2 separate regions of the Zea mays genome follow, and region 2 is linked to region 1. Evidence: chromatin contacts called from public Hi-C data. All regions are on one chromosome and are shown on one strand. The core of a region is the stretch at or near the end of the contact, and the rest is flanking DNA. Distances in the headings are between cores, read along the strand shown.

Region 1 (6,477 bases), core at 2,942-5,441:
CTGTGGATATCGTTAAGGCCTTGTTCGTTTGTGCCGGATTGGTGGGTCGGAACGATTACTAACCGGATTGTTTCTCTAATTTATACAAACTTTGATTAGCTGGAATGATTCCGGGTGCAATCCGACACAAACGAACAAGGCCTAAAGGATAGTGCAAAACTTCTCTTTCTCTAATGCTTCGGAGGAAAAGAGAGGGACTAAAATGATGTAATCATATTGCTCTTTTGTTATTCTTTTTATGATTTTGGTGGGTCACTGCAACCGCAAAGAGTAGACGCCACCATAAGATGCCTATGCGCCATTGGAGAGCCATAGATTTGGCTGCCGCAAGAGTGGGCCATCACCAAACAAATCGACTAACAACGACCATAGGCCTTCACATGGCAGTAGCGACTGGAAGTCTGCTACAACCCGTCGCGACCACAACGATCGGCTGTCGACGAGCATGCTCGGCCTACCAGCACCCTACATGCTCGGCCTCGACGATGACGGAGCGCGCACGCGGCGTGGTTATAAATAGCACATGCCTAGCGGCTGGTCTGAGGCATGGTCCGTTTTATAGTGCCTGAGCCGATCTGACATGAGCGCTGTATCCTGCTCGAGTCATGGTCTCGATCCGTAGTGCTAATCTGGTCCAGTACGATTATATTTTTTATTTTTTAAAAAATATATATTTATAATTTATATTTAATATTAATCACATCCAAACAAGTGTTCTATTAGTTCGTCATCTTCATCCAGCGTCTCCCGCCCTTCTTCTATAAGGGTGTGGATTCGAAATCCCCCTCCATCACCGTTTTTAGCATTTTACTATGATTTTACCAAATGACCAACATGCTAACAAGCCAACTCGGCACGGTCAGTAGACCGATATGTCGTGTCTGTGCCAGAGTTGTAACACGCGGGTCGATCCGACATGGCCCGATTATTAGTCGGGCCTAGCGGGCCCGTGCCGGGCTGCCCGTTTGGGCATATATAGGTGTGGTACGCCCACCGGCAACCGGCTTGCGTCAACACATGATGACACCTCTGCAAAATGTGTGAGTCCTTTCGGCCGCAGTCGTTGGCGATGCACGAATGGCCGCTAGTGCAGTGCTAGACGAAATATTTGTAGCTCGCTCGGTGTATGGTTAGCTTCACTTAGTTTGGATCGACTCGTTTGAATTTTTTTCATGACCTGAAATGACATTTTAGCTCGGTTTACTAACGAGTCACCTCGCGAGCTAAACAAGCTATCAAATTTCAGCATAACAGTGAACATTATATGTACGTGTGGTGCCTATGTCATATGAGTTAAACTGATTATTGATGAACTATGTCTACATATTAAATTGGTCTATACAACTATGACTGTAGGTTAAACTAATGAACATGTGTGTGAATTTTAAATTGATGATAAATTGATGAGTGATGAGTTGTGTTAGTTTGTTGTTACATTGATGATGTATGTGGAACTGTAAGTATAATTACTATTTTCTGTTGTTAAATTGGTTTGTAATTAACTATAAATTGATTATTATATATATTGTTCTTTTTTTCTAATATGGCTTGTGAGTTAAATAAGTCAGCTCGAGCTTATAAACGAGTCAAATCGATCTGTCTCTGTGGCTCGTTAGCTTAACAAGTCGAACCGAGTCAGTTCGAACTCAAATGATCTGAGCCGAGCTAGATTGATATCCAATCTTAGATAGTGCGACATTGGTAGCCTCGGATTCGACAACGATCGGGATGCAGAAGGGAGAGCCCGCCGCTGCGTTCATAACCCATGCACGAGCTGACGGTGTGCTCTCTGGGCTCTGGCGACGCCGAGACGGAGGCCTTTCTGAGCCTATGCAAGATGTGTTGGTTGGGGCAAGGAGTCAAGGAGCGTTGCTCATGTGTATCAGCTCAAAAATAACCTTGGTACACATTATAGCAAACATAAAGAGAAAATATATAATTTTAAAATAAATACAAGATAAATTTAAGGTAGATGTTAGCAAAATTCTACTTCACCCTGGTAACCATGTAGCAGAGAAAGCTAACGTGGCTTCGCTCCCTGTCTCCAACTGTACATCAGATCCAGATTATTGTTTTCATAATTCGATGGAGCTTCGCATATTTAGGGCGTGTTTGTGACCCTGTCCCTGGCCAGCTCGGCCCGTTCAATTGGTCCAGGCTGAGGCTAGCCTGTCCCGGCTACTGCAACTCACTTTGTTTGCGCACTTGTACCATATGAGCCTGGCTCAGACGAGCTGGTGTTTGTCACCCAATATGCAGCCAGGCTAGAAGGCCAAAACTACCTAAACGCGGAATCCTTGCGCCACGAGCAGCCAGGCTCCCAGGAAACGGACCTTGAGCTCGTTTCTGTGGAGCCAGGCTGAGAGGCTCAATTTGCACGCGCACAGCCTGGCTCCCGAGCCAGCCAGGCGACGCAAACACAGGAGTTGCAGCCCGGGAGCGCAGCCAGGCTGCTGGGCCATGGCGGCAAACACGCCCTTAGTCTCAAGGGGGAAAATAGAAGCAAGGTGATGTCATGTCGTGCTTTCGTCTTCGACACAATTCTGCTTTGTCGAAAGATGGTAAGACATGATGACGCCGACATCAGTCATCGGGGGATGTGATATCCGCAGCTTTTGCTTTAACCCTTTTCCTCTCGGGTAGAAGCAAGGTATATATGCCAAAAGAGCTACTAGGGCCGTGAATGAAAATGCTCCGTGGATTTTAAATGTCTCAGTTTAACGGATCTGGATTTTTATTCACACCCCGTTTGGATTCTTTCATTAGAGAATTTGTAATTTACTCAATAAAGTAACTTATTTAGTTTGGAATTTGATATTCCACCACTTCCCAAACTTCAGATATGAATCTATCTCAAATTCATAGTGTGGAGGATGGGAAATGATTTTATGCATTAGTAGAATTTATTTCTACTGTTTAACTTACATGATATTCTTCGTCTCACTTCTTTATAGTAAAAATATATCATATAAATATCTCTGATATCTTACTAATAATAATATAAAAATATATTTTACATAAAATCGAATTTGCTTAATTGATATATAACTAAATCACCATTATTAGAATGGAATTAAATTTCAATGATGCAAACGGGACGCCAAGGAATTTTGCAAGGAAAAAAAGGGCATTGTTCAGAAGAAATTATATTATTGTCGTCTGCAAGTGCAAGCGGATTTATCGATAAGCTCGTGAATGGGGAGCATTTTAGCTGATTTTTTAAATTAAATTTATTAGAAATGTAATGCTTTTATTAAAAAATATGTAATACGAATTTAAACTTGAAATTTTGCTTAAAAACCACCGGGTTACACGCGTCGAAGCCTAAGCTAACAAACACACGAAAGCAAAAAGCGTGACAAATAACGATTCAACGAAGCGGGGCCAGTGGAGCTGGACGTCTGTCTCGGCCAGTAGTCTAGCTGTCGGCGACGACGGTTCGGATGGCCATCTCGGCTTCGGCGGCAGCGGCGACACCGCCTGTGACGATGGTCGCCTGGCAGAAGACGACCTTGAGCTCGCCCGGCGCGCGGCAGCTCTGCGGCACGGGCTCCACGTCGGTGGGCGTGGTCCTGGTGAGCGGGCACCGGCTCTTGAAGTACTCCGGCGGGCCGCGGCACGCGGCGCCCTCGGCGGCGCGCTGCTGCGGGGGGCAGTCGCAGTTGAGGTCGACGGGGCACCCCAGCGCTGGGCACTGCCCGCCGCCGGCCGCCTGCGGGCTGACCACCACGGGCGCGTTGAAGCCGTCGGCGAGGCTGACGCTGTAGGCGGCCTGGTCCTGGTTCGTGCCGTCGTGGACGGTGACCTGCACGACGGTGGCGGGCGGCGCGGCGCCCGTCCAGCAGCCGGACGCGGCGGCGTCGCAGCCCGTGCGCGCGGCCACCCGGCCGGCCCAGAAGGTGGGCGGGAAGGAGAGGGTGAGCAGCGCGTTGGGGTCTAGTCGCGCGGTGTTGTCGGAGATGGAAGGGAGGCCTGAGTTGGGGGTCACCAGAGGCCACACCGGGTGAGGGCAGAGGTTGTGGATGGTCAGCGTGGTCGCCGTCGTGGAGCTGGCAGTGGCAGCGAGGAGAAGAGCGGCGAGGACGATGGCTCTGGCCATGGTCTTCTTCAGCCCTTGACAAAGCTGGTAGGCCCCTATAGCTGGTTGTGTAGTGTTATTAGGCGTGAGTTTGTGAATTGTGATGGCAATGACAAAACATCAGACAGCTCTGCCTGGCTTTTATAGGCGAGCTTAGTGATGCGACTAGCGTCCATGAGAAGGGTCAATAGAGAAAAGAACTTCAATGCTAGTAGTAGATTTGGCTACGGTTTTCAATATACTCCTACACGGGCTAGGATCGAAAACCGTTTTTTATCAATTCAAAAAAAAAGAAGAAAAGGACGGTCATAGCAAATTAGAAGCAGACAAGTTGGGTGGGTAAGGATATGGGCAGAGATAAAAGCAAGATAACAAGAAGCATTCTACCTTTACTTCTTTACCTACATTTTACTAAATTGATTCCATGTTTAGATGAAGCTGAGAAAAAGAGCACTCACGCTTAACTTTGCTCATATGCTCTGCGGCGGAGCACCAGCCAAATACAGTAAATATTACCAGTGGGTCTTCTCCACACCATGGTACAATTCATAAACCACACCCAACTCAATTTGCCTCTGCCACCAGCAAGAACCACTTCAAAGACCTATATAACTCTATCTCTGTTTCTTCACCCACACAGCTCCTCATAAACCGAAATGGAGCAGCATGTATGTAGATTACCAAAAACACGGTGGAAAAAGGCACAAACACGCGCTGCTCCGATAACACCGGGAAATAAACCAATGCACGCACGGACCTGACTTGTACAAATAGCGTGCGGTAGCAGACCGGACAGGACACATGTTTTGCCCCCAAAGCAACTCTTACAAAATAGACCGACCAAGAATGAAATGCAAAGACAATGCAAGCGGCCAAAGGGAAAAGAATGCTAGGAAATTCACAACCTACCAGCAGCAGCAGGGAGGATATGTCTGACATAAATGGACTTGGCCACCCTGATCGATACAAAAATAATCCTGTGACAACGCGATTCGAGCCCGCTCTTTCTTACTGGAGCAGCAGCAAGAAACTGCGCCTTTTGTCCCACGTGGCCATCTGACCAAACTTTGATGCATGGGATGGATACAGGGGAGGAAATGATGGGCCACATATCATAGGCATGCCATGCACAGGAATCTGTGAGCATGTCATGCGATAATAGAACCTCATCTCACCTCCAACAAGACATGAAGGTTGCAGATGCATTTGGCGAAAGTTAGTGGGCGGCCAACTTGAACCCTTCTTTTCCCGCCGAAGCGGGGCGCGGGTTGACACATGTACTGATGCATGAGTTAGTGGGGACCCTCCGACTCTGCTGTAAAGATGTTGGACTTCACCGAAGAGCAGGTCTGGACATGAAGCAATTAAAGACCCAGGCATGATGACATGTGGATGGGATGCAAGTGCAGACTCGAGACTCACTGTGGCATCAACCCGAAACTGCACGGCTGACTGCTATCCTCGCCCAATCGGCAGATTCTTTCACCAAAGGATCGTCTGATGCCAAGCATTCCTCTAAAAATGCCTGGCTTGAGGTGGATTGATTGATCAAAGGGCCAGCATGGACACCTAATGTGTCAGCCAGATCTCCCAAGACACCTATTGCAGTCTTCATCACAGTATCATCCCTGCAAAAGAGTCATAGCAACATAAGGAATTAGGCCAACAAAACAAATGGCTCATAAGTTAAGCAGCGGAGTTGAAGAATCAGAGTGTGAAGTTTTGACGTACATATCCTTCCCATTGTACAGAGCATCAAGGAACTGAATAATATGCGGAGCGAATGGCATCAGCAGTTGTGTCTTAGGTGAACTCTTAAATCCTTGCAGGATACCAGAGTAGGCTTCCAAGATTCCATTTCTTAGCTGATTGGTGTAGTCGAGCATCTCATCATCAGTTGCAGTGGTATGGGCCGACAAATCAGCAGCACTTTGCAGCATAGGCATCGCATAGATCAAATACTTCTCAAAGTCCTCCCCAATTGCCAGTGCTATATCACCAAAGCACGAAAATATCGGTGGTTTCACAGATCTGTGCAACTGGTTACTGGACAGGTCCTTCAGGAGCTGGGTCATGATGCCATCGCAGAAGGGTAAAATTTTGTCTTCCAGTGCTCTGCAGAGGTCACCAACAACACCCACGGTAATGGCACACACCTGATACTCCTCAAAGTTCTGAAGTCCCATCTCCAAATACTGATAAAACTGTGTCATGTACTTTGCAAAGTTTGGGCCAGCTGCATATGCCAATGCACCAATAGCAAGCATAGCTTCTTCGTGTACTGTGGCATTTCGACATGCGAAAACTTTCAAAAACAGATCCATCATCTGATCAGCATACTGCAAGAAAGAGTACTTAGTTGACTCCATCCCCCCTAACTTTTGGATTATGACCTGCAA
Region 2 (6,477 bases), core at 1,520-4,019, 340 kb after region 1:
ATAGTGAGTGAGTAGGAAATCTGCTGAAAGTAGTCTTAGACCATCTCCAACAAAAGTCATAAACAATGTCATATTTTGAAATATAGGACTCTAACTCAAAAAATATGCTCCAATAGGGAACTTACTTTTAGAAAAAAAATCATTAAACAATTATAGGGCTCGTCCCTTCAAGTATTAAATATAGTACCTCGTATATTAAAGCTCTATCCTCATTTTATACACTATTCCTAACCTTTATTTCGTAAATAAAATGATTTATTTTCTAATAATATGATATATATAGCTCAGCTGTTGGAGCCGCAAACTTTTTTTAACCCTAAACACTTTAATCACTTTAATCAGGTGCCATTTCAATTTTAAGGACTCAAATATAGAATTTCTGGTTGAAGATGCTCTTATAAATTATAAAAACGTTCATGATGTATTTCTATAATGTATTTCTTTGAAGCGATATATGTTTGTTATATTTATAAAAATATTAACCAAGTTGAAATAGTTTTAACTTGTGATTCTAGAAGTTAAGTTGATTTAATTTAGGAGGGGAAAGTACTTACGCCGCTACAGTACACGCCGGGCGCCCCCTACGAGTCCCTCCAGCCGACGGGATTCTTCACTCCTCTAGCAGTATTCATTGCATATGCCCCTTCAGCCGACGGGATTCTTCTCTCTCCCGTCACTCCTCTAGCAGCATTCATTGCATATGTTGGATGGCCGCGAATAATTGTTATTAGATAAAAATTGATAGTAAATAAAAAGTAGGTATAAGAAATAATATTTTATGATTATAGTGAGATACAGATGGAGAAATTAGGGAGAACTGTGTTGAAATTTAAATTTCTAGGCTCAAAATCTGTCCAGCCGTCTATCAAGCACCTCCCAGTTCCAACAATCTCTATAACTCAGCCGTAATGAAGTTCAGGGTAATTACCACTTACATTTGTTTGACAAACCATGCACAACCAACGTTAAGGAACTCAGAAATTACACGATCGGAGACAACCGTTCAACAATTCTACAACAACAAACCAAAATGCAAACTGAGAAAAGAGGCATATATCATTGAGCACCAAAAACTTCTTTAGGCATACTTGAAAATCCATACAGATACCACAAAAACTGACACAATGTTTCACCATAGTACCATCCATAGCGGAACACGTCCTTTTTAACCATCTAATAAATCACAGCAGAGGGATAGATAAAACAAGAACAACAATACTCTAGGTGGCCTTGTCAGCCTTGGAGGCTGTGGCAGCAGCCTGGCCTCTGAGCCTTCCAGTCCTCCTAGCCGCAATGAGACCGACCTTCTGGCCAGGGGGAGCATCGCGGCGGACAGTAGAGGCGTGACCGATATGTTGGTGGTTACCTCCTCCGTGGGGATGCTCCACGGGGTTCATGGCCACACCACGGACCTTGGGCCAGCTGTTCCTCTTCACACGGTACTTGTGGTAGGCGTTGCCAGCCTTCAGCATCGGCTTCTCAGTCCTGCCACCACCGGCAACCTGCCCAATCATGGCACGGCAGCTGCTGGGGACAATTTTCTTGGCACCAGATGGCAGCTTGATCCTGTAAAAACAGAGCAAAATTAGGAACTATTGTTTGGGATAGATTATAATATATATATATAGACAACTACACTAGAACAATATTATCTTCTGCCACATTAGAACATCAATAGGCAGCAATATTAGGGCTGCTTTGGTAGACAGGAAAACAGAGGGGATCCATGGCTCCATTTCCCGTCCACCAAACCAACCCTTAAGAACTTGCAATATCTACATGGTATTCTACAATGGAGGTATTCTACAATATGTTCAGCTGTAAAAATGTAATATTAAGGCTGCCATCATCAGATGAGAAAAAAACTTACAATTTCATAAGTATAAACAATCGAGATGTGTAAAGCAGCACAATAATATCACAAAATATACGAACAAATCAACTTCAAATGCCTACAGAACTAAATATACCTCCATAACGCAAGAAACTTCCTAAACCTTTCCTATCGAAACAACTAGAATGTGGCAGATATGTCTACTATACTAGAGCACAATTCGAAGCGTTTTGTTCTAAAATTGTAAAAATACTAAATCTAAAGCCACAAGAACAGAGCTAAACTATTTTCAGAATGCTACATGAATCCTAACATATCAGATAGTGATACAAGTACTCATAGTCGAACTACCACATCAGGTCTCATCCTACGAATGAAATAGAGAAAGGAGGGATGCTGATGGTGTTAAGACCTCGAGGTTCCGTTGTCAGGGTTGTGGCTGATCACGATGGCGTAGTCCCCAGAGGCCCTGGCGAAGACACCGCGGTCACCAACGTGGTGCTCGACGTTGCAGACGACGGCACCCTCGGGGATCCCGCGGAGCGGCAGGACGTTGCCGATGGAGAGCGTGGCGCGGCGGCCGCAGTAAACGAACTGGCCGGTGTACATGCCCTCGGCGGCGACGAAGAGCTCCTTCTGGTGCTTGTACCTGAAGGGGTGGCGGAAGGTGACCTTGGCGAGCGGGGCGCCGCGTCCGGGGTCGTGGATCACGTCGGTGACTACGCCCTTGAGGTACCCGTTGCGCTCGCCGAAGTCGAGGGAGCGGAACCGGGCGGGGCCCTTGCGGTGGTGGGTGTGGGACTTGAACACGGATCCCGCACCCTTACGCTGCGCGCGGATCACGCGACCCATCTTGCCCGGCGGCGGGGAGGAAGCGGCGGCGGCGGCGGCGCGGCGGGAAGAGGGTGCGGAAGTGAGCGCGGTGCGGCTAGCGTTGGACGAGAGAGAAGAGAGAGCATTATATAGTGCGTCGTGAGGGTTTGGGGAGGGTTACCCTACGGCGGATGGTGGAGATGAGGTTCACGGCTGGTTTGAACCGTCCGATGAGTGATGGGACCGTCGTGTCAGTGTATTGGAATGAGCGAGAGACAGAGAGGCTGCGGGAGGAGAAGAGTGGGCTGGTTCTCATGGGCCATCTGGGTGAAGTTGGGCTCTTTAAGTGAGCAAAACAGCCCAAATCCAGTTCAGCGGTCATTCGTCCTGAGCGAACGCTCGTCTCACTTTCTCAGCATGGCTTGTGCCTTGTGATATCTCAGCCCGTTCTCCTTTCTCATTCCTGTACTGGCTAGCTGCAGAGCGCAGTACGCTGCCGTGCTTTTTTTTTCCTTTTTGTACTCTTCAGTTTTTTTTTAACGTTTTCTCTTCTTCTGATCTGATCTAGGATCTTATGTTCACAAATCTCAAGTGCGTATGTTTTTTCCACAAATCTGTTTACACGTAATTTATACTCACAAATCTTGCGTGCACAAATTTCTTTCACAAGTCTTGTGCGTATTTTTGTCATAATAAATCTTGTGTTTGTTTCACCATCTCGTGCATAATTTTATTCAGAGATGTTATGTTTCACAAATGCTATGTGCGTAAGTTTGTTTTGTGTATGTTACATTGCATGCTAATATTACAATCATTGAAAAAGAATAAGTTATCAAAATAAGGTAAATTTTCTTTTCAGCTATTTTTTCCGTCTAACTCCTAACTACGGGCTAGTTTGGGGACATCGTTTTTCCAAGGGATTCTAATTTTTCAAAGGGAAAATGAACTAATTTCCTATGGGAAAATTAAAATTCTATAGAAAAATGGGGTTTCCAAACTAGCCCTACCTTTATAAATGTAAAAGTTAGAATGGGCTGGTTCACACACATATATATAAACATGGGAGGCAGAGAATAAGATACTTTTCTCTTCTTCTCTCGTGTAGTCAATTCTTGGGAACCTTGGACATTTAAAGCCAGCAACATGATTTCAAAACTTGGGAAAACGATGACAGCTTGTTCTGATTTTAACACTTGGGAAAACAATGACAACTTGTTCTAATGTACATGTACTGGCTATTTTGATTTGCAACAGGTGCGCTCTAGGCTGGGAGGTTCTTTTTTGATTGGGAAAGCATTACGTGGCTGGGAGTAGAATTTGTTTTAGCTTTCTTTTTCACATTATGATTTGGTTGAAAACTACGTTCCCAAACACCTCTATGTATTGGATACTGTGGTATTTAAAACTGAGCTTATGTCATGGCTTTGAAATACCATGGTATTTGAAATACTGTGGTTTTGAAAAAATGCGCTCCCAAACAGGGCCTAACTATTAAATATGTGATCTTCAACATGCATGGTTCAGATTAACGGCAGTTGCAATGTCATGACCATTGTCAGCTGAAAACGTCCCACCAAATGGTTCCTCTCAATTTCACGGCACCACGCACGAAGCACAGGAACAACGATCATATCAAAATGTTCTTCCAAGCAAAATTAACTTTCCTAGTTACAGGTCCTTCGAGTTAAATCTCTGACAAATAGAAAGTTATAAGCAACCAAAATTATAGGTGCACTTTTCTAACTGATGAATACTTCGTTGCCGTTCATGGAGTGGTGAGTAAATGTAAACTTAAAAGCTTTCGCACAGCTCAAACTACCAAGAGTTCCTCCAGGCAAAACCACCAGCTACACCGTCAACTGCGACCTATAAGTAGATCAGCGTCTCTTCTTGCTTGCCTTTGAGCTGCTCTTCGACGGGCTCGCGACAAGGTAGATAAACAGTCCAACAAAAGAGACAACAGACACAAGTGACCCGTATTTCATCACAAGCCTCTGCACATGGATAACAATTTTTTTTGTTAGTGTCCAGCTCAAATGAATGGTAAAATCTGCCTGAAAATTTTATTTAGATGAACTAGGGAAATTGACCAGAGTAGAGGGAAAGAGAAAAATACCTTAGCCTGAACATAGTATGAGAGCATATTCAGATTTCCACGCAGAGGTAACACCAGAAACAGCATCCGAACATCAGTATGGGCAAGAAACATGAACTAGGTTGTGCGTGCAATGGCATGCTTACTTACCCATTCAAACTTCTTCTCTGGAGGTCTCTCAGCGAGAATATCCAGTGGGAAGATGGGAGTTGAGTATGCCTCCTTCAACATGTACAAAGCATTGATTTAGCGAAACACCGTGGGTTGGACAATACAAGAAACACTACTAAATTATGTACAGTAGCAATGTTTTCAAGTCGGACGACTTGCTGGTCGTTCTTGCTGACCGACTAGGGCGATTAATCGTGATTGGTCCAAACCAACTTGGACGACTAATCGCGATTAATTGGACGACTTGAAGACATTTAACAGTAGAGATAAAGTGGGGTGGGGGGGACCTGAAGAGCTGTCTTTGTGGGAACACGGTATGTAATGATAGCTGGTGAACCCTGGAACCTGCCCTGTGTTTTGGTCTCCAGGACATATGTGTGTGAAGCAGTGGCACCACTGAAAGAGTCAAGGTAATCATTAACTTTACTGTACATGAACATGTAAAGCAGTGATATGCATTACAAAATGTACTCACGGGTCAAGCCTTTCCAATGTCTTCGATTTCTCTCCAGTGACAAGCTCAAACACTTCTGTTGGCCAAGAGTCGTCATTAATGGACACATCATAGGCAGTCCTGCAATAGGTTTTACAATAAGTCCATGCAGATGCTATGAGAACATATGGGATTGATTTGCCGTCATATGAAACGGAAGGGAGCACATATACATGATGCAATGACTCCAAAAAAAACTGTAATGACCAATTTCGAGCGCATCAAGTATTACTGGAACTGTGATACAAGAGAAAGCAGTAGCACATGGTGATACCAACAATTGTTGTAGCACAAAGGAGTAAATCCGATGCGCATAAACAAATAGCAAAAATTCCAGGTCCGTTTATTTGGTGATTTAATGTTTAATTTTAACATAACCAACTAGTCCTAGAGTCATGTGTTTGGCTTCCAGATTTAGCCAGATATATACTACAAATATGTGACACTACAGGATATATATCTGACCAAGAAATATATATTAGGTAAGCAAAGCAATACAAAGTGTGTTGTCCCATACAAATGACTAGTAAAAATAGAATGCATGCAACTGCAACAGTAGTACAGTACCAATTGCCTTAAACTCAAAGCAAACTTTTCACACAGTTCTTCTAATAAATAGAAAGTGCATTTCCTTTTGCAAGTGCAGACAAAAGTGTGCTTCTTGGGAAACCGACAAAGCATAAATTTCAGAATGAAATAAATTACAAAGCTCTTTTTTATGCAAAATTAAACACATTACAAATTAAGATACAATTAACCATATGCAAGATGACAAACACAAAAAATTCTAGTAAGATGTAGCAGACAAAATATACGATGCAATGTTCCACATGGACTCTATGATCACTTTCTTTTGTGACACAACTACGTACACGCAAGTTGGCACCAGCGCTTTGGATGCCGTGACTGGATGTTGGGCTGACTAGTTGTTTAACTAGATAACCATTAGCAAGTTAGCATGCACCGCGCATACTACATGATAAATATTAATTAGCAATTTATAACTTCTTGGTCTAGCAGTGAATTAAAAGCAAGGGCAGTAATCATGATATTGATCTAGCAGTCAATTAA

The links. A called contact is a pair of places that touch in the nucleus more often than the background predicts.
Region 2: a Hi-C map of ear shows a contact between it and region 1, with 4 times the contacts expected there. The contact joins the promoter of LOC110485087 here to the promoter of LOC100280619 in region 1. A contact is called at or near these places in 2 of 25 Hi-C or Micro-C datasets (ear and tassel).

Annotation. Positions count from the first base shown.
Region 1 is chr3:128,149,866-128,156,342 of Zm-B73-REFERENCE-NAM-5.0, forward strand. It overlaps LOC100280619, which reads right to left and starts at 4,192. Exons shown (of 1, transcript NM_001367136.1): 1 at 3,236-4,192. The coding sequence starts at 4,099. The coding sequence ends at 3,419. It overlaps LOC100381984, which reads right to left. Exons shown (of 3, transcript NM_001361569.1): 2 at 5,810-6,477; 3 at 4,512-5,706. The coding sequence ends at 5,508.
Region 2 is chr3:128,494,749-128,501,225 of Zm-B73-REFERENCE-NAM-5.0, forward strand. It overlaps LOC110485087, which reads right to left and starts at 2,770. Exons shown (of 2, transcript NM_001353000.1): 1 at 2,247-2,770; 2 at 1,082-1,566. The coding sequence starts at 2,686. The coding sequence ends at 1,221. It overlaps LOC100272685, which reads right to left. Exons shown (of 6, transcript NM_001365772.1): 2 at 5,389-5,487; 3 at 5,201-5,309; 4 at 4,893-4,964; 5 at 4,764-4,769; 6 at 4,279-4,641. The coding sequence ends at 4,525.